2 separate regions of the Danio rerio genome follow, and region 1 is linked to region 2. The links are chromatin contacts, called in public Hi-C maps. All regions are on one chromosome and are shown on one strand. The core of a region is the stretch at or near the end of the contact, and the rest is flanking DNA. Distances in the headings are between cores, read along the strand shown. Region 1 overlaps si:ch211-168k14.2. Region 2 overlaps LOC137496480 (a long non-coding RNA gene).

Evidence for each region. Hi-C and Micro-C count contacts between places; a contact is called where the count stands out from the background.
Region 1: a contact with region 2 is called in a Hi-C map of embryo, with 2.1 times the contacts expected there. The contact joins two enhancer-like sites. A contact is called at or near these places in 2 of 18 Hi-C or Micro-C datasets (caudal fin and embryo) and 2 of 4 datasets of contacts at active chromatin or transcription factors (embryo and gastrula embryo).

Annotation. Positions count from the first base shown.
Region 1 is chr9:33,156,031-33,160,902 of GRCz12tu, forward strand. The region is part of intron 3 of si:ch211-168k14.2; the gene reads left to right. Among named protein-coding and RNA genes, the nearest start is that of tmtc4, 46 kb to the right of the region's middle. Within about 2 kb of position 3,356, at least 4 of the 62 cell types and tissues checked have an H3K27ac peak or open chromatin away from gene starts, as enhancers often do.
Region 2 is chr9:32,973,050-32,977,643 of GRCz12tu, forward strand. LOC137496480 (a long non-coding RNA gene) reads right to left here. Exons shown (of 5, transcript XR_012385491.1): 4 at 3,867-3,908. Among named protein-coding and RNA genes, the nearest start is that of zic2a, 14 kb to the left of the region's middle. Within about 2 kb of position 1,277, at least 3 of the 62 cell types and tissues checked have an H3K27ac peak or open chromatin away from gene starts, as enhancers often do.

The DNA of each region.
Region 1 (4,872 bases), core at 2,106-4,605, 190 kb after region 2:
GTCCGGCACAGCCTTTGTGTGGTCGCATACCACGCGCACCTCTCAAAAAATGTAACTACACCTGCAAGTTATTTATTTTCATTTTTTATAAGAAAAAAGTGACTGTTGGTTTCAGGCAATGTATGTTTTAATTTCAGTTGTTCAATGCTGATGTTCAATAAATAATCATAGATAGTAGATAGATAGTGTGTGTTTCCTTTAATTATTTTAAAATCAAGTAATGCACCCTTCATTCAGAAATTTCTCACTTGTAATATGTGAACATATTTACTGTACAAAACCTGTCAGTGGACTATGAGGGCAAAAAAATTAAATAAATATATAAAATAAGCAATCATTAATCGTAATCAAGTTGAAATGTTCAAATAATCGTGATTTCTATTTTAGGCCAATTCGCCCAGTCCTAATGTGAAGTCCAGCATTTTTAGAGTGTAGTCATAGATTGCATTCAGAATCTCCTGACAGAGACATTCGTACATTGTAAATAATTCTTGCTTGCTTTTTATTAGTTGTATCAAATTAACTTTTCTAGTAATCTTAACTTAATCAAACTGACTAAAATAATAAGTTAAACTTTGTATAATATAAAGTACATTTAATTGATACCAAATTAACGTATTAAAATAAGTTAAAGCAACATAATAAATTGTTGTCTTGAGTTTTTGGCATATTTTTTTTTCACAATGATGCTGAAAATTTATATTTACCGTAAAGGACATCATAAAATTTATTTAAATGCAAACAGTTTTGTTCTCAACAATATTAATATTAATGCATTTTTGAATAAATAAATGCAGCCATTGTGAGCATAAGCACTTTCACTAATATGAAACGTTTAGATTTAGTGCTTACAATGCTACAGTGTTTGCTAATTATTCATATTTGTTGTTATTTAATTTGTTAAATGATGTTCCCCAATTCATCATAACTTCTGGATATCGATAAAATAAATTAACATTTTTGTTTTATCAGGTGACGCGGTGGCACAGTAGGTAGTGCTGTTGCCTCACAGCAAGAAGGTCGCTGGTTCGAGCCTCGACTGGGTCAGTTGATGTTTCTGTGTGGAGTTTCCATGTTCTCCCCGTGTTAAAATGGTGACTGGGTGATGTGGTTTATGTAATCAGTATTTATGATTCACTGCTAAATTATTAGACAGTTTGAGAAAGTTCCAACATACAGTATCTTTAACTTGTGTCTAATTCTGTGAGGTCAGCAGAGTGAGTCAATCAAGTATTATGAAGTGAAATTATCAGCTAATTGCTATTGTGGTAAATGAGTCAAAGCATTGCTGATTCTTCATTGTAATTCAAAGAAGAAATATTAAACATAATGTTGAATAAATGACTTTATATCATAACAGATATAGTGTATATATGAATAGCACAGTTAGCATAGTAGCTTTACAATGATCGATGAGTGAAGCCCTGCAAATGAGAAGTAATTTTTATATACTGTGTGAGTGTAATAATTGCTTCTCTTTCTTTCTTCTACTAATTAAAGGACGAAATAAATTTGATGTTTTCCATGATAACTGTATGCAATCACACAATGTATATTTCATCTGCCAAAAGCATCAGTAAAACAGCTTTCCAACAGTGTCACACAAAGCTGCATTTATTTGCTTAACAAATGAGAGAAGAGTATTACTCTAAATGACATATTAGTGCTATATTAGGCTAGATATTTAATATAATGTTTACCTGTTAGAGATACCCTAATTCATCTTTTGATATGATGACCTTTTAGAGAAAAATGATGTCCATATATGTGGACTCGTGGTTTGAATTTACATAAAACACTTTTTGCTGATTGTTTTTAATGCATAATTAACATAAATTTTTTTCAACATGTTTTGACTATCAGAGAGCAAAACTTTTTTCCCCATCTTGGACAGTTCAAAATAGTGTTTGGGACATTTCATATGCTGCAAAACAGTTGCAGGATGACACTGTATGTCTGTAACAACATATAAAACATTCAAAGTATTTTAAATAGCCACTTTAAGAGATGAATGTGCTGTCCACATATGTGGACACTAAGCCCTAGGAGGTTAACAGAGCATTTGAATAGAAACATAATTGTATAATAGGTGTAGTTTACATGTTTTAATAAATAGTAGTCAAGAACTATATCTTAAATTTCAGTTTAATTAAATAGTTTGGGCTCTGTTGCTAATTGTAGCCTTTAATATTACAGTGATGTTCAATGACTTGCTTTATTTAGTTTTACAACAATAGCTTGGAGAGGTTTTTGATTAAGTTAAACAAGAAAATAGCAATTATAATTGAATTTAATTAAAAACAGAGCTACAAAATGCAAACCTGTTTAAGAATTAAAAAAAAAAAAGAAAAAAGAAAAAGTAATTCTATGTTTTGTTTTTTTTTTTTTCGTTTTTCCCCCTGCTGCAGCAAAAATGCACCAAACAAGCATTTCAAAACTGAGGTCATTACAAACCATTTTTGTGTAACATTTATATCAATGGTTATACTGATAACTTATGCATAAAGAGAGAAAGGCAGAGAGAACAAACCAATGTTATATTATAATTTTTTAATGATGAAGTCATGTTCATTTGAATTATAAAGTTACATTAATATTGATTAATAAATAAAGGTTTTAATGTTGTCAGTTCATTTCATTCTGGCATCTGTGATATAGTCCAAACGCAGTTCGTGTAGCATAGAGAAATCTTCACTAATGTACATTTTATAGGCTTTTATGTATGTTCAGGCCATTCTAAATATGGAAATCAAAACCATTTTATAATTCAATCATTCCGCTGCTAGCAGACCACCTGTGCTGCATGGTCAGCAGGGGTCTCCTGTACACCCTGGAAGGCTTATATATTTATTTCAGTCTTACTCTCAGAAGTCACTTAGTCTAGTGGACACAAACAGAAACTAGGGATAAAGCCAGAAATCAATGAACAAGGTGAGAGACCCTTCGCTACATGTGATCCGCTGTCTTTTGTGATATCTTCAGTTTGTGTGATGGTGTTTTAGAGAGACTCTCTTGATCATGTGCGCACCAGGTCAAGGGTCACGGCCGTCTGCAAGTGACCACCCAGACTCTTCGTCCAGTTTCCGGACTTCAAGCGACCCCCACCTTTTTGTCTTTCTTTCATTTTCTGGCCCCTCCTCGCAGCGACACTGGTTTTCATCTCTTGAAACAAAAGCTAACTGTTTTGCTCAGCGCTAGATCAAGGGCCTCCTTTTTCCTCCAGGAGAGGTGGAAAAACAAACATGTGTACGCCGATACCTTCTGTCGCTTCCAGATTCACATCTGCAAGCTCCACCACTCTTCAGCTGTTGGAGAGCCTGCACACACATACAAGCGTGTTCCCATGGGACAGGCCTGTTTATCAGCCAGCCTGCCAACCACATGATGGATCCTACCACAGGCGTCAAACGTGACACTCGGGTGGGTGGTAGTGCGGGTCAGACCCCCACACGAACCCGCACACTTGGCTGAGATGCTGGCTCTCAGTTGTGGACAAAAAAATGCGTGCGGATGCCCTGGAGATAATGCTGCTGTTTGTACCGGGACTGTGATTTCCCCATTAGGTGTTCCAGCTTTGATGAGAACATTTCATCTCATCAGAATGGCTGATCAATTGGAAGTTCTGTACATTGTTCTAAACACACGTGATCGGCTCTGTTGGATCTGACGTTCGATGTCATGTTTTGATCAGGTGTTTGATCCCAGGCACCATCAGTTGTCATCGCTCGTCTCTAAACAGTGGTCTACCACTCTTCATTAAAAGTCAGGCTTTGCTAAAGAACAAAGTCTTTGGGGAGGTTTTGTATGATCAACTAGTATCACTAAAGATAAAACATCATTTTCCTTTACTGTGTGCACATGCTGAAGTACATGAGAGACATTGATTTTGTTTTTGTTATTTTCTTTCAACTGAGGAAAATTATGGTGCCTTAGATTTAGACTTCTATAAAATATATACATTTTTAGACAAAACAATAGTAATATGAGATAAGAAGAGTTAAGAACTCCATATTTGGTGGAATTAGCCTGATATTTTGGTTTTGTTATTCTAACCAATTATTTTTCTCTAAATTACAAATGAAATTGGGTATGAAAAATGATGCTCCCTTAACAGAATAAAACATTTTAAACTAATACATCCAAAACCAAAAATATTAAGGTGGTGTCTTATTTTTTTCTATAGCTGTAGATATCTTAAGGGCGTCAAGGTGGCTCAGTGGTTAGCACAATTGCCTCACAGCAAGAAGGTTGTTGGTTTGAGCCCCGATTGAGTTATTTCTGTGTGGAGTTTGCATGTTCTCCCTGTGTTCACATGGGTTTCCTCAGGTTACTTTGATTTTCCTAACAAGTCTAAAAACATATGGTACAGGTGAATTGGGTGAGCTAAATTGTCCATATAGTGTACACTACAGTATTGTGTGTGAATGAGTGTGTGATTCCCAGTGATGGGTTGAAAAATAGGGACTAAACCGAAAATGAATAAATGAATGAACATCCAGAACATAAGAATTTAAAGGTGATGTCTTAATTTTTTTTCATAGCTGTAGATGTATGAGTTATAATAATGCACATTGCTTTTTTGATCATTATTTTTGATATTTTTAAAATATTTTTTATCCAAGGTTATTACGCTGTCTGAAACTTATACCTGCTCATGCCTAATCATGATAAGTCTGGGTGTCTCATTTAGGTGTGAGTGAATTGAATGAAGTGCTTTTACATGTACACAAAGAGATGGAGGAATCTTTAATAATAAACTGGTTTAGCATTCTTTTAAGGTTCATTTTTATTACTACCTTTCAGAAGTCTTTGTCTTGATATTAGAAAGTAAATTTATTTTTGTAAGTTTTTGTTTAAAATTTTCTGAACATA
Region 2 (4,594 bases), core at 27-2,526:
AATAAAGTCAATGTGCTTAGACTTGTTATTTGTAAAAAAAAGTAAATGACGGTTCTGCACACCAGAAAGAGTATCAAGTTTAACAGCCAACAAAATTTCCTCAATTTTAAAACAAAAAAACCCAGAAGACAATCCTTCATGTATCAAATTTACCTTTTAAAAAGTACAGAAATGACGTCCCAAGCAACTTTCTATATATAATTGTCAGCATGACTCCAAAAAATCTAGGAAGTGACAAAGTACTACATTTCTTAAAAACGTATTAGAGATATTTCATGCAGTTTTCACTAAAATACTGAAACCGTTTTTAGGTTATTTGTGCAAGCAAGTTTTTCACAGTACTTTAGAAATATTCAAAAATGTCTGTCAAGGTTTTTAAATAATTTTGAAAACGAGTGGCAATTTCACATCTGTCACATCCATAATGCAGAGGTGAAGCTTTTTCCTCATAAATATCAACATTTTAAATAAAATGAAATCAATCATTTATGTTTTATAGTGAGACAACTCTTGTTCTGTTGATTAGCAATTTTTTGGGGGGTTGTGCAGTTTAATTCACAGAATTTCTACAAAGCATGTTGTATGTTGTAAACTCGCAGACTGTTTATTGGTCCCATCCATAACGCATGTTTATTTTTTATCATTTTAATTATAAAAAAAATGTTTACAGATTGATATTTTTCTGTTCCCATAACTCAGTGGTTAGTTGTTCTGGAAAATATAAACAAAAGTTTCAATATAATGTTAACATACATTTTATGTGAATTTATGTTTTGAAGTTTTGCTGCAAATCCATAAAACTGGAATTGCTAGAAAAAAAGAGATACTTTCTTGGAGAAATGGGATCTAGTCTGGCCAATGTCCTTTCAGAACCATGATTTACAGCCATTGTTCTTACTTTAATTTGCTTCATAACTGTCTTATGAAAAACAACTGAAATGTAAATGATATAATTATTTATCATAGTAGTATATAGTACTAACAATTTATTATTAAAAATAAAAAGTAACAATAATTTAAAAGTAAATTTTTAAATGTATCAAAAGTATATTTTATAATATAATAACATGTATACATTAAATTGAATATTGATCAATATATGTGGCACAGTGACTCAGTGGTGAGCACTGTCACCTCACAGCAAGAATGTCGCTGGTTTGATTACTGGCTGGGTCAGTTGGCATTTCTGTGTGTAATTTGCATGTTTTCCCTGTGTTTGTGTGGGTGCTCCAGTTTCCCTCACAGTCCAAAGTCTTGTGCTAAAGGTGAATTGAGTAAACAAAATAGGCCAGTGTATGAGTGTGTGAATGTGTTGTGACTGGAAGTGCATCCGCTATGTAAAATATATGCCAGAATTCCGCTGTGTTCCACGATAAAAAACGGACTTAATATAGGAATCAATTAATTGATTAATGTGTTATCATAAATGCATAATGAATTTATTCCCAAAAAAACTATAGTAATCTAATACTTGAAAAATGTCCCTGTAACTTCCACAAGATACACAGAAGCTTCATTACACACTCATGTGATATTATTCCTCAACATATACACAGGTGTCATCTTAATTCTCCCATTTTCTACATGTCAGACACACGAATCTCCGTCTCCTGACATACATTCTTTCACTACTCTCAGGCAGCTGCAGTGATAATGAGTATATTGATTTCTTGACAAATCACAAGTGGCAAAAACAATGAGAAACACCACGTATCCCCAAACTCCTGACAGTCATATTTATGTTGAAAAGGACGCGATGGGCTCGCTCATCCTGACAGAGGTATTCTTATTTGAGGCGGCACATCTCATCATCACACAGGTGCTCGTGTGGCAGAAGATGGCTTCATAAACATGGAGAGCCAAACGCACTACTCCACAAATTGGTGTTGTGTAGTGACATCCCTCCAGTCTCTTGGCTGTCTGGTCTCTGGGATGCGGCCCTCAAAGGAGGTGTTGAAAAGTAAACAGCGCCTAGCTGGAAGGGAAACGAGTGCATTTACTTCCCACCTCGCGCATAGCTCGCGTGGGAAGTCTGAGCGAAGACGATCCCCGGTGGGCTTGCGGAAGAACTGGGGGATTCTGCTAGGCCCCCATCCTTCTAGCACTCGACAAATAAATGGGAAACACTGTTGACAGCTGTTCACAATGATGCTGAAAAGAGGGAATTGCATTAAAAGAGTGGCACTCCTGACAGATATTGTCCTGTCGTACCAAAAAAGCACATAAAACAAAGGGGAGGAAAGCTATTTGAAGGTGCAGCGAGCAACAAGCTGTGTTCCTAATGCTGAATTCTGCACCACACAAGTCCCTCCTCCCTGTCCACAAAGCACTGTGGTGGCACTTCACAAAATAAAACAAGCAAGCACATTTGGAGAGCACACTCTGTGCCAGGGGTTTGATAAGAGGGGACTAATTGCTGCAAACCGAAGAACAGTGCAGCCTGTCAGCATGGAGTATAGCTGGAGGTAGGGTCCATCCTGAGTCAGTACGCGTGCGTTAGTTATTCTGTATTTAATTGAAGGGCCTACAGTACACTGGGGTGAGGCTAAGGGGAATTATTAAGCTTTAACCAGAGGCCTTCTGGGAAAAGGGCCCTAATCAGGAAGCTGGGGAGCGAGTAGAGGCTGATGAGAATTATGACGATTATGACATGTTAGCACATGTCTGTAGGACAAGTGGACAGACGATGAGTTAATCAAGGGCTAGATTAAATGGCTCCCATGCTGTCAGGAAACTACCCCGAGTCTCCCATGTCAACGTCTTCTTATTAGGGTCAGCATCTTCCTTAATGACTTATGGATATGTGTGTATATATGTCGTTTGAATTATTCATTGCTCTGCGCTTCATCAACAATACATTATTTGCAATTAGCCAACACTTGTCTGTGTGCAAAATAGTGACATTAAAGGTTCAAACCAGGTTTTTATGTTCCTCTGTGTTGAGTTTCTTCATGGGTGTTTTGATTTTTCTGATTGCTACAAGTAGCTCAAACTCGCTAATTCAGAGACATGAACCGGTGAATGTGCAACAGGTTTTATCATAAGGTAAGCACGAAATAAAAGTTTCCGTCTGGAGCTCATTCACATGACTCGACACTTGTAAACAATCGCTCCATCGGCCTCGCAGCTCTCAGCGCCACTCATGCCCATCACCACTAACAAGCCAACCTATCACAGAGCTTGCACTATGCGTCGTTGCGACGTATAGTTACATTTTTTGATAGGTGCGCATCAGCGTCAGCCACGGCAAGAAGTATGCAACTGCGTGCACTTGACACAGAAGTATAAATCAGCCTTTAGTCAGATGGTTCACATGAAAATTTATTGTAACTGATTGTATCATCGTTTGCTCACCCTTGGGTCATTCCAATCTCAAAAAAAGAGAAAGAAACTCAACATTGGTATTGGCAAAAACAGAAATGCTCTTGAAAAGTCTGAGGTTGAGAAAACAATTAGAATTTTTGCTGAACTATCAATTTAAGAGTGAATCTCTGTTTACTTTAGAGCTTGACTAACTTTAAATCTTATATGCAAACTGTTTTCTTATAAATATACCCTTCATGACTTGGTAAGTGCACTGTCATTACTTGTGCATTTTACTAGAAGAGAGTGTGCATCTTATGGTTTTATATTTCTAACATTTAATGATTTGATTTGATGATTTAATGATTTTATAGAGCCCTTGTTTTCACTATTCTTGTTCACCTTGGGTAAATATTAGTAACAATAAACCCAGGTATATTAACTGTACTACACTTGTCAATGATTTCTACAAATATCAATAATACCCATTGAAAATACATTTGACATGTTTGTTATCTTTCAGTTCTCTAAATTATTAATCAAAAAACACTTGTTGTACTTACCGAGCAGTTTACAGAGCTTGACTGTTCTCAGGGACTTTTTTCCTGGAGAAAGAACATATTGTATCATTACCAGACATAGCATAAATCATACAAGTCCAGAAACCTCCAAATAAATTCTAAATATGCGCAAACAGTTTTATAAACCCCATATTTGCTGTCATAATTTTATAAAAACAAGCTTGACTATTGGCTAGCCATACTCTGTGATTATTTCTGAACCATTCAGTTGATTTCATGATCCTTGAATGAACCTTTTAGTGAAACTAATCATCAGTTGCACACTTGTTTACCATCTTTTCAAACTCAGCACATTCAGTTTTCAGGATGTCTCTTCATTAGCTAGGCTCATGTGTTTCTTAGCGTCAAGCTAATTGATTGAACCTCTCATATGTTAATCCTCCATTGGAAGGAACAATACCCTTTGCGCTTGAATTTACTTTTTTTTTACCCTATCACTAATAAAGCCAACCTCCCTGCTGATGGAAAATTGTCAGTTTACCTCAAGCTACAGGGGGCTTAGCAATCAGGCCTTAAAAAAGCACTGACAGGTTAACCTGCTGTGCACAGGGGTCTCTAGGGACAGGCCTCCACTACAGTTTTACATGCAACGCTTCTGTTTGCCAACCAGAGACTCAGCACATAATAGAGTTGTTACCAGCCACTTGAGTTTAACCTTTGCAGACCCTAGGAAAAATTGACATGCTCTAAACTGCTTTATGCTCTTTCTA